2 separate regions of the Mus musculus genome follow, and region 2 is linked to region 1. A link is a contact called in public HiChIP or PLAC-seq data. All regions are on one chromosome and are shown on one strand. Each heading gives the region's core, a stretch centred on a gene start, on an enhancer-like site or on the middle of the called end of the contact. The rest is flanking DNA. Distances are from core to core; before and after follow the strand shown. Region 1 overlaps Bmp7 (bone morphogenetic protein 7). Region 2 overlaps Gm40011.

Region 1 (2,700 bases), core at 83-2,582:
AAGTTGTGACACTCAAATGTCACCCCCAGACCTGGCTAAGAATCTCCTGGGTGAGGGCAAGCCTCCCCCCCCCCCACCCCCCGCCCCAGCTGGAGACCACTGACTCCGAGTGATTTTTTTTGGAAGTTTAGAGAACCAGCTACAGGCTTGCAGCAGCCAAGCTATAAGGGATACACACGTTCTTGGGGATGAATCCCCTTCGGACTGTAAGAAAGACTGCAACCACAGTGGGACCTACTCCTGGATCCTGCTGCCTTCCTGAGAGATGCCCCTGAGAACAAGGTGGAGAGGGATACCCCGAGGGCCCTAGGGTTCTCTCTCTGCTGCCCAAATAGATGTCCCTTTCCCCACTCCCTACAGGCCGACGGTGCTTAAATGTACACCTGGGCCTATTCATGAGCTGTCTTCCAGCTTCCTCAGCAGGAGGCTGAGTGTTTTAGCCTGGGTAATGGAGAAGATGGGCAAGCCAGCTTCCTGTGTGCTTCAAAGCTCCACAAAGCACAGAGACCGCCTTGGACCTTAGCTGGCTTCAGATCGTAACCTGAGGCTCAGCCTAGCTACTGACTGTGTTTCTCTAAGAGCACGTGTTAAATAGTCACAAGTGACAATTACCCACCACCCAACTGACAGGGATGCTAAATAAATGTCTTGCTCACACACAGGCTGGGTGTGTGCTCCGACATTTATAGTATATAGTGGCCCACCAGTGTGGCTTTGTCAGATGTTGTGGTGGCCAAAGCCTGAGTGTCTCCTGCCTGCCCTGCCATGATCATTTGTGGACCCCCCCCCCCAGATCCTCTGTTGATGACTGCCTGTGACAGACATTGTCTGAGTACATTATCCTTTTGCAGGGACCTCCTTACCCTACTCAGAGTACCTCTTTCCTGGTTTTAGTTGGACCTCTGTCTCCTCTGATGTGACTCTCCCTACCCCCACCCCAAGTCAGTACTCCACACCACCTTGCCCAAGTGGTCTCTGTCTCATCCCTGTTGAAGAATATCTCATAAGCAGTCCAGCCCTGAGGCCTACTCCTACCTCTTGGTAGATCCAAGACCTCTTTTTTGGGCTCAGAGACTTGGTTCCATCTCTAGAGTTAACCCTGCTTCCTGACTCTGGGGTGCCCAGTTGGTGGGAGCAGAGAGGAGGTCAGCATGTATACTCAACAACCAGGAACCCCAGCTGCAGTCTTAGTGCAGGCTATGAAGGTAGTCAGCAGCCACCCCCCCCAGACATGGTGCCTCAGCCCTACATCTACGGCACTGGATGGAGGTGGCATGCCTGAGCAGAAAGACACTGGCTCAGACAGAAGCTTGCCTGTGTTGACAGGGCACGAGGCAAAACAGGAAGTTGGCATTATCACACCGGGCTGATCCTGTTTCACTAGAAAGTTATCTCTCTGCTGATTAAGATCTGTCATTGGTCAGGGTTTTTTTTTTTTTTTTTTAAAGAAACAGAGCTGGGGACCAGTTGGAGGAGTGCCCTGAACAGAGTACGCATAACCTCTCCTCCGAGGTTGCCTAGAAGACTGGCTTACAAGCAAGGGCAGGAAGGTGTGCTCGATGTGGTTGTCTGGAGCCGTGTTCAGTGGATTAAAATGCTCTCCCCCTCTTGTGGTTTCCTACATTGATACCTGTATTTAGGGAGGCATGCATAGGTAAGTAGAGCCCAAGCTAGCTTCCAAAGCCTGCAGACACAGCAGTGTACCACAGTACATGTGAACAAAAGGCTGGCCACCTGTGATGGTTGTTTTGTGCTTATTGGTACTGGGGACAGAACCCAGGGCCTTAAACCTTCAGGCCAATGCTCCACCTCCAAGCTGTGCCCCCAGCACATTGCTTGTTATTAATCAAACCAAACTCTGCAGTCCACAGGCTGCTGATAGATTCACTTTAACCCCAGTCCCAAAGATCTGACCTTGAAGACCCAGCAGAAGTTCAGCATTTGTTAGTAACAGGACCAGTGGACCCCTTCCAGTGTCCTGCAGGGGCAAAAGCTCTTGACCGTGATCAAAGGAGGTCAGAAGTTCTGTTCCCTAGGTGGAAGCAGAACTTGATGGAGCTCCGCCTGGGTCCTGCTCAGGGACCCGTGGCAGCTGTGTCCCTGGTCAGAGCCTACACAAGGACAAGATGCCTTGAGTGTTCTCAGAGTCTGGTCCACATTTAAGCTGTGTGGAGAAGGCCTTCTGCCTGAGAGCTACTGGTGAGACTTGAACCCTGGCAGACCTTGTCATGGGTGGGGTCTAGCCTCAACTCTGCTGCGGCTTGTTCCCTTGGGGGATGCTGGGACAGGGCCTGGGTGCTTCTTCTGATAGACAGTGGGGCAGGAAGGGTAGGGGGATATTTGTAGGATAATTTCTGGCCAGTGTGCATCTGCTGGGAACAAAAGCTCGTCTGTCAGAGCTCTCTAGTCGTGGGCATCACAGCTCAACAATGAGTAGCTTATGTGGTTGGGGGAGATCTGCGCCTTCCTGAGTGTTAAGAATGGACATACTAGCCAATCTCTACCAAGTCCTGGAGAGGGTGCAGGATGGGTTTAACAGAGGTTCCCAGCACTGTCAGTAGGCAGACTATAAGCCCTCCATGCTACCTGGCCCATCATAGTAAACAGGGCACAGCTCTTGATTACAGGATAGGCTCCAAGCTCCGCCCCGTCTGCTTGCTCAGCTTCCCTTGCAGCTCGAAACAGCCTCAGGATGTTATG
Region 2 (2,700 bases), core at 104-2,603, 160 kb before region 1:
CACTGAGCTCTGCTGGGCGGTGTGGTGGGAGCTCCCAGGGGAGTCAGCATCCTTGGGAAGGACAGGAGAACAGAGGGCAGCAGGGGCGGGAGCACAGAGGAATAGCGTTTAATGAGGACATTGCAACACCCATTGAACCGTTATTCAGCATGAAGACTTAGAAAGGCCATGAAGGCTACTCAACAGTGCGACACTCTGAACACCTCTAAACTAACTGTATATTTAGCCATTGTGGGGCCAGCAATATGGGTCAGCAGGTAAAAGGTGCTTGCTGCCAAGCCTTAATGACTTGAGTTCAATCCCCAGGAGAGAACTGAAGCCATCCTGACACTTGTCCTCTGAGCCCACATGCATACCTTGACACACATGAGTGCTATACGTGCACACAAATCATTGTAGTTTTAAAGAAGTACCATGGGAGCTGGAGAGGTGGCTCAGAGGTTAAGAGCACTGGCTTCTCTTCCAGCGATTCCAAGTTCAATTCCCAGCAACCACCTGGTGGCTTACAACCATCTGGAATGCGATCCAATGCCCTCTTCTGGTGCGTCTGAAGACATACATTAAATAAATAGATCTTTTGAAAAGAAGAAGTACCACAGTGGGAGCTCTTCTGTGCACTTCACAGCACTTTAACACTCTTAGTTTAAGAACAAATGAGGCTGGAGAGGTGGCTCAGTGGTTATAGAGCACTGTTGGCCCATGCAGAGGACCTAGGTCCAGCTCCCAGCAGGCACACAGCAGCTCACAACTGTTAGTAACTCCAGTTGCAGGGCATCTGACGCCCTCTTCTTGCCTCCGGGGACAGTGTACGCACACATACATGTAGGCAAAACACTCACACATGAAATAAAAATAAGCCTTTTTAAAGAGCATGCAAGGGAAAGAACATGTTCTTAGGATGCTAACCTAAGAGGCTGGGGCGAGGCCGTCCCTCAGTCAGGAAAGTGGTTGTCTAGCATGAAGCCCTGTGTTTGATCCCAGCACAGAATAAACTGCATGCAGTGGTGCAGGGTTTGTAATCCCAGCATTGGGGAGACAAGAGGCTTGGGAGTTCACAGTCATTCTTAGCTACATAGTGAGTTCAAAGCCAACTTGGACTATATGAGACCTTGTCTCAAAATAAAAAAAAAAAAAAAAAAAAAAAAAAAAAAGCAAGCCTCGTAGGTCTCTAAAGAGCAGTCAAAAATCTCCTTATAAGCAGACTTTTGGATCGGACAGCAAAGTTTGGCTGGAATGTTGACTCTGTTCTATGACAAACCCCATCCAGGAGGAGAGCGCAGCACACAGTTGCTGAAGGGTGGCAGATTCCAATGCACTGGGCTCTAACACAGCTGCAGTGCATCTAGTGCCCACCAGAGGGCAGGCGTCAACTTCTCAAACACTGGTACTGGTGATTCAAGGCACTTCCATAAACACACAAAGTCCGGACTCAATCTTGGCAGCTTACCTTGTGTTGTACCCGAGGAGAATTTGTTGATGAGGGTGGCAGGTTAGGGGAGCTACCTGGGAAGGACTTCCTTTAGAGACTTGGAGATTCACCTCTGCCCCAGCTCACGCCTGTTTTGCCAGGAGACAGTATATCCCCTTGTAACTTAGGTTGATGACAGCATTCTCCTACAAAGACCGTTAAAACGAGAGAGAGAGAGAGAGAGAGAGAGAGAGAGAGAGAGAGAGAGAGAGAGAGAGAGAGAGAGAGAGAGAGAGAGACCAACAGAAAGCATGCTTTACATCGTGATAACCTCTACAGCTGACATCGAGGTCCATTGGTGGCATCCATGTCATGATGGCTCACTTTTGGAAAGTGGCAAGAACAGGTTTTTTCCTAGGTCTGGTCTCCCGAATGAACGCTCATCTCTTCTGATGCCCATGACAGGCCTCAGGCTGGTCCTATCAGTGGTCCTGGTTTTGTCTCTAAGGCAAGTGAAACATACCGACGACAGCGAATGACTTGGAGTGTGGTGCTCATCTCCGCTCACACTCCCTCGCCCCAGCCTTTCGTAGAAGTTGATTTGTAGTGAGTACCTGGTGTGAGATGCTCACACCAGCCGCCCCACATTCCCAAGGCATGGCTGTCATAAACACGGTCACCACCAATCATCTCTGCAACCTGCACAACCTAGTGTTTCAAATGGTGTGCCTGCCTCTGCTTCCACCCTGAGCAGAGGACAGAACAGGAGGCCCGCTGTGCTGGACACCACAGAAAGTGCCACAAAAGTCTCCTGTGGCCAGGAGATGTCATACAAACAGCTCTGGTAAAATAGCTCTCTTGGGGGCTGGAGAGATGTCTCCATTGTTTAGAGCATTGCCTGTTCTTCCAGAGAACCCAGGTTCAATTCCAAGCATCCACATAGCAGCTCACAACTGCCTCCGGTTCCGAGGGATCTGAGGCCCTCCTCCGACTTCCACAGGCACCAGGCACACGAATAGTGAATAGATACCCAGGCAAGCAAAATACACACATAAAATAAAAATAAATCTAAAAAAAATTTTTTTAAATATTTCTCTTAGAGGCAACTGAGCTTAGAGGGTGGCCTGCTGTACTCATCATTTCTGGTTAATGGCTGCAAGCGTGCAGAGCAATCCAAACGTGATTAAGATTTCTCAAACAGTGATTCTATTCTAAGGCCTGAACTGTGAAAAGGAGTAATGTAGACCTGGGAGTGGGGGTAGCTCAGTGGTAGAGAGCATGCCTGCTTAGCT

What was found. HiChIP or PLAC-seq counts read pairs in DNA pulled down with a chosen protein or histone mark.
Region 2: an H3K27ac HiChIP or PLAC-seq map of regulatory T cells shows a contact between it and region 1, with 6 times the contacts expected there. The contact joins two enhancer-like sites. A contact is called at or near these places in 4 of 39 promoter capture datasets (embryonic stem cells, hippocampal neurons, pre-B cells and 1 more), 7 of 484 Hi-C or Micro-C datasets (LSK cells, double positive thymocytes, embryonic stem cells and 4 more) and 4 of 115 datasets of contacts at active chromatin or transcription factors (the SCID.adh cell line, cardiomyocytes and regulatory T cells).

What each region holds. Positions count from the first base shown.
Region 1 is chr2:172,926,488-172,929,187 of GRCm38.p6, reverse strand. All of the region lies in intron 1 of Bmp7 (bone morphogenetic protein 7), which reads left to right. Gm40010 (a long non-coding RNA gene) reads left to right here. Exons shown (of 3, transcript XR_867069.2): 3 at 1-2,700. Among named protein-coding and RNA genes, the nearest start is that of Gm40010, 12 kb to the left of the region's middle. Within about 2 kb of position 1,332, at least 40 of the 459 cell types and tissues checked have an H3K27ac peak or open chromatin away from gene starts, as enhancers often do. A contact at or near this core is called in the SCID.adh cell line, double positive thymocytes and regulatory T cells, where this site is marked.
Region 2 is chr2:173,088,319-173,091,018 of GRCm38.p6, reverse strand. The region is part of intron 2 of Gm40011; the gene reads right to left. Among named protein-coding and RNA genes, the nearest start is that of Gm40011, 6.9 kb to the right of the region's middle. RefSeq lists an enhancer at 2,152-2,700. Within about 2 kb of position 1,353, at least 14 of the 459 cell types and tissues checked have an H3K27ac peak or open chromatin away from gene starts, as enhancers often do. A contact at or near this core is called in the SCID.adh cell line, double positive thymocytes and regulatory T cells, where this site is marked.